Linked DNA regions of Triticum aestivum: region 1 is linked to region 2. The links are chromatin contacts, called in public Hi-C maps. All regions are on one chromosome and are shown on one strand. Each heading gives the region's core, a stretch centred on a gene start, on an enhancer-like site or on the middle of the called end of the contact. The rest is flanking DNA. Distances are from core to core; before and after follow the strand shown.

Region 1 (4,252 bases), core at 1,304-3,803, 480 kb before region 2:
AACAAAATGGGTCTCTGCTGGAGTGGATGACTTTTTCTCTATTTAGAGGTTATTGCCAGTCTGCTAGAGATGGTCTAAAGTGCCTCCAATAGCCACTCTTGTAAGACTACCATCCTTGCTGTTGGTGCTTCAAACGTTCCATGAAAACCCACGGAAAGCATAATGCGGTGTCAAAAAATTACAGCCCAGTCTCAGAACCTCAACGCAGTTAAAGAAAATAATGGTTGCATTACAATCCAACCAAGATAATGAGCAGTTAAACAATGACATTATTTCGATAGAAATTAGTAGAACCCCAATAAATTATTTCTGATAAAACAACAAGAATACTTGTTCTTTTTTTTGTGTGTGAACAATTCTGTCTCAAGAAAAGAGTACTGCGAGTCTCAACACCCAGTCTTGTACAAATCTGCCTACTGTATACGTCTGTCTCATCTCTGGGCTGTTATTCTATGATAACATTTTACTACAACAAGATTTGGTACTGGATCAGTCCAGCAAAGCATTACAACTCAATGACAATAGGGGAATTTGTCAGATCAATAATCTTGGGGCAAATGCTGGCCACTTTGCTGCAATCTCTAGCAAACCGGGCGACTGGTGTAACCAAGTCTACCACATCAATTTCATGGAAGAAAAGATTACCATCGTCTGAACCTGCCTTCAACACTGGAGATGCTTCTCCTGTCACACAGTTTACTGATCTTCCAGCAACATCATCGCTGCACGAGCTCGAGGAACATCGAGGTGGTGTTCTAGACACGTGCAATTCCGATGTCTCGTGAATTCCTCCCCATTCCATGTAACCGAAGTCATCAGTGGGATATTCAACATCAGAGTCAGCAATTCTGGTTTCTTCTTCCACTGGTTGGGCCGCAGAGGATTCTGAAATTCTTGATCCACAGACCCCACTCCGTTCCATCGGGGCAAAAAACTCATCAGTGTCTGATTCACCGAAGTCATCAACGGTATATTCAACATCACAGTCAGCAATTCTGGTTTCTTCTTCCACTGGCTGGGCTGCAGAGGATTCTGAAATTCTTGATGCAATGACCTCACTCCGATCCATTGGAGCAAAAAACTCATCAGTGTCTGATTCACCGCCTACAATTCTGGTTTCCAAATCCAGTGTCTGCAAACCATGATCAGAAGCGTCGCTGCCAACAACCGCATCTGGTTCTTCTTCATCCTCTCTAGGCTCCATAATATCCTCCTCGGACGAAAGGCCCTCGACGTAGCACGGGAGATCCTCCATCGGGCTAACGACAGTCTTCATGTGGCAGGGGAGGGCCGGGCAGCCCGCGGTGAACTTGGTATTCTTGGTGGAGAAGAAGTTCACCGTCAGATTCAAGCTGGCAACACACACACAGACACAGGCATCAGAACAGCCGTTCACATCAGTAATACTGTTACTAGTCAACTCTGGCCGGCCCCAAGGAAAGAAGAATCCATGGATGGAGCAGCTAGAGATAGGAGAAAGAGAGAGGGGCCTTACTTCTCCCATGAAGGGAGGTTGAGCATGGTGTAGGCGAGTTTGACCTTGTTGCCGATGCCGCCGAGCGACTTGAATTCGGCGGCGGCCTTGCGGACGGCCAGCGACTCGGTTGGGTGCTGCCACGCCCACTCGAACTGCAGGCCGAGAAACACACGTTTAGTAAGAAGAAGCAGAGGAATCGTAACCCATCACGGGACGAAGTGAATCTTGGAAGAAGGGGTTGTTAATTACCTGGAGGGCGGCGACGTTGGTGGGGAAGCCGTAGATGCAGAGCATCATCTCCCAGGGGCGGCCGCGCTTGGTCCGCCAGGCGCCGCATCGGAGCTCGCCGTTGTGCTGCCGGATCCGCCGCCGCGGGTTCACCGTGAACCTGCCACACAACCGTCAATCAGGTGCAAGAAGCAAAGATGAGATTTTGGATTGATGCGAGACGAGGTGGGGAGTGGGGGTACCCGATGTACGTGCGGCTCTTGCTGCGCGGGCAGAGCGAACGGAGGAGGTAGCAGCAGAAGAAGCGGCCCCCGCCGCCGGCGGCTTTCTCAGGTCCATCTTTGGTTTCCTCGTGCCCGTCGCCCGCCACGGCTGCCGCCTTCGCCGCAGGACGCGGCCTCCTCTTGCCCTTGGCCGCCGTTCCCCTTCTTGCCCTACCCATCTCTCTCTCTCTCTCTCTCTCTCTCTCTCTCTCTCTCTCTCTCTCTCTCTCTCAGCAGCCTGATGCGGATTTGGGCGAATTGGATGGGGGATTGCTCCGAGATGAAGGCCGCCTCTCCGATCCCGTGTGATGGATTTACAAGCCAACGGCTATTTTTCAATTGATGGATTTACATTTTTTTTAAGAGAGAAACCTCACTTGACCCCGTCGTCAGACAGACGCGTAGCGGTTGGCTCTTTGGCTGGCTGCCGGATCCTCTTTGTGGGCTGGACCTTTTCCTGGGCTTCGTCCCGGGCCTCCGTCATAGGCCTCGAGCCTCGATTCCTCAGTTGAGACGACGCCGTCTCCGAGAAGATGGGCAGCCGGCCGCCAGAAACCCTAGCGCGGAGGGCTCGCGAGGAAGGAAGGAGAGGGTTCGAGCGAGCGAAAGGCGACCACGAAGGTGCGGGTGTGCTGTGCCAGTGTGCCCTGCCTGTGTGGGGTTTGGTGGAAGCAACACGTGAAAACAAATCGACTTCTGTCAATGGGGACCTACCTGGTAGCCACACAGCGGGCGGAGAGGCTCTGAGAGTGTCCTGTATCCACCGGGATTGAGGTTCCGTTTTATCTTGATGAAATGAAACACGGATGACTCACAAATATGCTTGCAGTATTTGCCTTTCATTTTCGGATGCATTGCATTAGCTGACTTGCAAATAAATAAATAAAACAGGTTGTGGAGGTTCTCAATCACATATCAAAAAGAGAGAGTTTCGATCTCCCCGCAAGTTTGGCTTACACCATTGCGACTCGATCCGCGCACAACATGAGGGAGGCGATATTGGCTCTGGAGGCATGCAAAGCTAACAAGTATGCTTTGTAGTATTTGTCCCTTCTCAAGTCTTTTTATTTCCTTCAGTTTTGCATTATGATGATGATCCTAGCATGTGCTCTTCACTTCCATTTGTCCCTTTGATCTACCAGTTACCCCTTTGTTGATGGACAAGCTATACCGCTAGGATGGCATGGTGTTCTTGAGGAACTCGCAGCAGAAATTTTAGAAGATCCTTCTCCCAAAAGGTTTGCTGGAGTAAAACAAAATTTAGCTATGAATGTTTTCATTGTCCTTCCTTACATCTCATTGGTTGTGAACATTTTATCATTATTATGCTTTAAGTACCACCAATATTTCACTTTATGAATTGCCGCAGCTTTGATCAGTCACCAACTCACCATTGTTTTATTTATTTTACTAACACTGGAAAATGTTATTGAGCTGTGCGATTATATTCGCAGCCTTATTTGCTAACGCGTCAAAGTATTACACAGGTTGTTTTTGGTACGAGGCAAGCTCCAAAAACTTTTGGTTGAATCCGTGCCTCCTAAACTTGTTCTCCAGGTACGAGTTATTCAGATTTAACCTCAAGGATGCTACTCCCTACGTTCCTAAATATAAGTCTTTTTAGAGATTTCAATATGAACTACATACATATGTATATAGGCATGTTTTAGAATGTAGATTCACTCATTTTGTTTCGTATGTGGTCCATATTGAAATCTCTAAAAAGACTTAAATTTAGGAGCAGAGGGAGTACTATATAGCTCTCCAGACATAACCGTGTGATTAAACATCATTCTTGATTATCATTTTGCCTGCAGAAACTTGTAGAGCTTTTCCTAAAGGGAATCCATGCTAACATAAAGAGAGATGTTTATTACTGGCACGCCTACTACGTGAGTTTCCTCGGCATTTTCGTGTTTTAAATGCACTTCCCCTGTGAGCGATGATAACCATGCACGACGATACTGAATTTCAGGATAAGAGGTTGCCAGCTGGAGCCAGTGCACTGCTGAAACTGGAAGGTAATTTGGCACTCATGATATCATGTAAACTAAAACAGCCTGAAACCATGAAAGTTAATTGTTGGCTTTGCTTGTGCAGAATTTATCGCCAAGTTCATGAGCATCCACCGGAAGAGCTTGGCAGCCGATTCATGAAGACTCCACTAGACCATCCGAGAAAATTTGGCATGCCTGCACGCAGTTCAGCTGAACCCTGCAGCCAGTATGTATTTGGTTCACCAGTCATGGAGCCTGCCGGCGTTCATAGTAGAAGTATTTTGGAG
Region 2 (4,352 bases), core at 449-2,948:
ACCCAATGACCCTTCAGAAAGCTTAATTTGTCCACTGACCTCTCAAAAAACTTATTTTTATATATGATCCTCTATATATACGCTAAATCGTTTGACTACACTCATACACGTAGCGTAGCCAAATCGTTTGACTATAATAAGTGTACGACTTGCTCCAAATGACTTGACTACGCTCACGTGCTCAGACAGTAAATTACTCGTAGTCGCACCAAACCCTTCGACTACACTCATAAAGTTGATATAGCCAAACGCTCTAGTAACACCATGGGTATGATTGTAATAAAGCGGTTTGTCGTATTATAATGAGGCATATTCATAAATAAGTTTTTTGAGAGGTAGTCGGATGGATTTTTTTTTCAGAAGGGTCATTTAGTATAAATAAACATTTTTTTAACTCGAAGTTGGCCACATACACAAGTATACACCGCATACAACCACCCTGTGAACACGCGCACACCTATCCATATGACCACTTCGAGAGATGAAGTCATCATAGGCGCCTTGAAGTTGACGGAAATATCTTCTCCCACTGAACGAATATCGCTGAAAAATCTGAAATAAATCAAAAAAAATTGTGAACATCAATGTTAAATTTAGGATTTGAAACCATTGTCCTCTAAGAGCATCTCCAGCCGTTGGCAGCCACAAGAACACCACCGAACCAAAAAAGTTGGTGTCTTGGGGGTCATCCGGCGAAATTTGGCGAAATAAAGAGGGTATCTTTTCAGTCACACCTCACCCCAAGCAAAAATTTGTGAGAAGAATGATTAAGTGGGCCAAAAAAAGGACATGTGGTGAGACACGATTCGCCGAAACTTCCGCCGGCGCCCCAAGAGCCCCCCAGCGCACCGGATTTCGTCTGGGTTTGCCGGCGCTATTTTGACGTCTTGGAGGGTGTTGGGGGCGTGGCTGAGCCGTTTTTTGGCGAAAAGCGCCGTTCGAGCCTAAAACCGAGCCTAAAAAGGCGTCGGAGGCGACTGGAGATGCTCTAACGTTTGTAACATCTTTCTTTCTACAGGATTCTCTTTTGTTTGTGTATTTGTCAGCGGCCGCAAAGCTGTGCATCGCACAGAGTCTGCTCCTTTGACGGTCATACCATACCTTTTTTTCTTTCTTTTTTCGCCGAAGGCGGCACCATACCCGGAGTAGCCACGTAGCACATCACCCGAACTAGGAAGCACCGCGTCCATCCTTTCACCCTGATGGACATGTGCAACAGGGATGCCGCAATGTTCTCTCTAGTCTACCAAATGAAAGCCACTTTCATTAGCCATCAAAACAAACTCCTCCAAAAAGATACCGTAGCTAAACATCGAGCCAGTTTACGAAAATGTCGAACTAAAGGTAATGTAGAACTTACTTTAGCTAATTCTCTATACTTTGCAGATTTTATTGGCAACCAAACAGCTGAAATCGAAACTGGTCTCGGGACAAATGGAGGAAGAAAAACCCGGTCCATGCGCGACAGAAGCCGCGGCACCCGTACGGAGGCGACGCTTCCAGCAGGTCGACTGTGGACGAGGTCCACAAACCCCGGGGTCCCGATTCCCAGTATATGCTCTCGTCTCGTGGGTGGTGCGAGGGAATCCGGTGCGGCTCGGCCCCCCAACCGCGGCTTCCATCCCACTCTTGCTTCCACTAAAGCGTTATCCCCCGCGTGGCCGCCTCCCAGCCGTCCACCCGGCGATCCGACGGCCACGGAAGCCCGAGCGACCGGCCCCGGACGCCCGCCAGGCCCACGGCGCTTTCCCCCCGTATATCTTTCGCGTCGCCAGAAAGGAAGGCCACGCCTCAAAGTTAATATCGCGGCATCGGGTCCTGCGCTGCGCGCTTGCTGCTGCTCCCTCGCCCTCGCCTCCGCTGCCGTCGCGCCAGATCAACCCCGCCGGTGAGGGATCCCTCTCCCTCCCCCTCCCCTCTCCTCCCTTCCCTGCCGTCGGTTCCGTTTCGGGTGGCCGGACCGGTTGCTTCGCCGCCCGTTCGACGGGGCGGCGGCGCTGGTTTGTTGAGGCGTGGCGCTGTGCCACTGTACTGTACGAGTGAGCGCATTTCCTGGTTCCTGTCGCTTGCAGTCCGTTCTTCTGCTGCTTATTTTTTCTCCGGTTACGGCCTCCCTGGTTCGGTGGTTTAGGTGGGATCCTTCTGCTCTGATTCGTCTGAGGGATGGTGGTGCGTTTCGCGATCGGTCGATTGTGGTATGGCTCGTGGCCTCTTTCTCGTCTGCTGCTTCCCTTTTTGCTCCGCAGGGTAAAATTCCCCCCTCTGTTCACCTGCTCCTCCATCTCTCCCTGTGTACGTTCCTGTGCATTTCGGTGGTCTTGAACGGCCTTTCCACCGCGATTCAAGTGCTCAAATCTCCCCTGAGTTTCGAATAGGACGAAGACGACGACGAGAACTCGGCGGCGCTTTTTTTTCGATTTTTGTCCGTTCTCTGGATTTAGTCCGATCTGTTTCGCGGCTGCAGAGGCGCGGATATTTTCCTCCTTCCGTGGTGTTCCTTCTCGTCCTTTTTGAGCAACTTCTCTTTCCTCTAGTTTGCCAAACTTGTAGCAGCATGCGTCGCTGCTCTCCAAATCTGTTCGTTGCGGTTGCGGCGGCTGTTTCCCCTCTTAGATAATGTTCTTTTTTACCCGCATTTGTGCTTTGTCTCGCCTATGCTCCTGGATGATTCTGTTACTATTTCTAGAGAGCACGAGTTGGACCATGCGGCAGTTGTTCTTCAAGGGGAGGCTCTTAATCTTGTCTGATGTTCAGTTAGGAGTACTATTTAGGACGTGATGTCATCTTCCGATTTACTTTATTTTGCTTCTGAAGATCATGCTAGCTTTGACTAGTACACTGCAGTCCTGTCCAGTCCTCGCATAAATTATTAGCCTAGGTCCTGTCTATCTGTTAAATTAGTGTTACTTGTTAATATTGTTTACTGATAGTATATTGCTGCTATTCTTTGGAAGTTACTTGTTAGAAGGGCTGTGCACTTTACATTTAGCCTTTTGCGTGTGGACGTGTGGCGTTGTCGACTGGGGACTTTTTCTGGCTTTTCAAATGCCAATGAAGTTGCTTAGATCTGTCTTTCTTTGCGGCCATTTTCAGTCTGCTAGTATATTATGTGGTCAATTATCAGGCAATGTAGAGCCCAGTTCAGGGAACATGGAAACTGTGTATCCTTGGATGCAACTGCGCTGTGTTTAGGGGTAGTTGCCAACACAAAGGGTTATTGGGATGGACAAAGTTGAATTACTTGTGATATATGTGTCAGTATTGATGTGGAAAGAGCTACGTGGTCAGGATTAGGCAACTCATGCAAAAACATGAGAATACAGGGTCAGGTTTTCCGTTTTCCATTTTTGCATAGTCCATACATAGCTTTCACCACCCAACATTCAGTAGAGCATTATTTAGGTTAATATGTTGAGTTATTTAGGACGTGATGCCATCTTCAGATTTTATTTTATTTTGTTTCGATTCCTAAGATCATGCTAACTTTGACTAACGTACTACAGTCCTGTGCTGGCATAGATTATTAGCCTATTCTAACTGCAGCTCGTGCCTATCTGTTAAATTAATGTTAGTTGTTACTAGTATTGTTTACTGATGTCTTGCTAGTGTTCTTTTCTAAGTTATTTATGAGAAGGGGTGTGCACCTTACATTTGCCTTTTGCGTGTGGCCTTGGAGTTACCCCGCCTAACTGTGGTCCTCTGGCCTTTCAGTTTGTTCAATGCCAACTAAGTTGCTTAGATCTGTCTTTCTTTGTGACAATTATCTGTTTGCATGTGAATGATTTTCACTGACAGGAGAACACTGATGCGAGTATTCAATTGGTTCTCCGGGTTATGGATGTTGTAGTAGTCATTTGGATTGGATAAGTGCATAATTTGTCTGCTATTATGTGGTATGGTCAGTTATCTGGCAATAGAGACCAGAGTATTAGTATACATATTCAGGAAACAAGGAAATTGTGTATTCTTGAATACAACTGCGTTGTGTTTAGGGGAAGTTGCCAACACGAGGTTTCTTGGGATGGGCAAAGTTGAATCTACCTGTATTGTCGACAGTTTCTGTGCTTATGTAGGTGTCAGTATTGCTGTCGAAAGATTAGGCAACTCATGCAAAAACATGAGAATACAGGGTTAGGTTTTCCGTTTTGCATAGTCCATACATTGGAGATTTCTTCTTGATGGTCAAGCACCAGGTTGAAATTTATTTGCCCATTACATAGCTTTCACTACCCAACATGTAGTAGAGCATTATTCAGATTAATATGCGGAGGATGACATTGTTAGCTTCGAAATGTTTATAATTTAGTTTGTTGCATGAAATTTTGAAGTTCTGTAATGTTTTCTCACCCTAT

The links. Hi-C and Micro-C count contacts between places; a contact is called where the count stands out from the background.
Region 1: a Hi-C map of leaf shows a contact between it and region 2, with 3 times the contacts expected there. The contact joins the promoter of LOC123137920 here to the promoter of LOC123137918 in region 2. A contact is called at or near these places in 2 of 5 Hi-C or Micro-C datasets (both in leaf).

The regions. Positions count from the first base shown.
Region 1 is chr6B:546,169,411-546,173,662 of IWGSC CS RefSeq v2.1, reverse strand. It overlaps LOC123137920, which reads right to left and starts at 2,553. Exons shown (of 4, transcript XM_044557813.1): 1 at 1,948-2,553; 2 at 1,727-1,865; 3 at 1,496-1,629; 4 at 281-1,352. The coding sequence starts at 2,147. The coding sequence ends at 506. It overlaps LOC123137919, which reads left to right. Exons shown (of 12, transcript XR_006468578.1): 6 at 2,860-2,996; 7 at 3,111-3,206; 8 at 3,456-3,525; 9 at 3,786-3,860; 10 at 3,944-3,989; 11 at 4,069-4,252.
Region 2 is chr6B:545,690,457-545,694,808 of IWGSC CS RefSeq v2.1, reverse strand. LOC123137918 (soluble inorganic pyrophosphatase) reads left to right here and starts at 1,698. Exons shown (of 9, transcript XM_044557810.1): 1 at 1,698-1,888.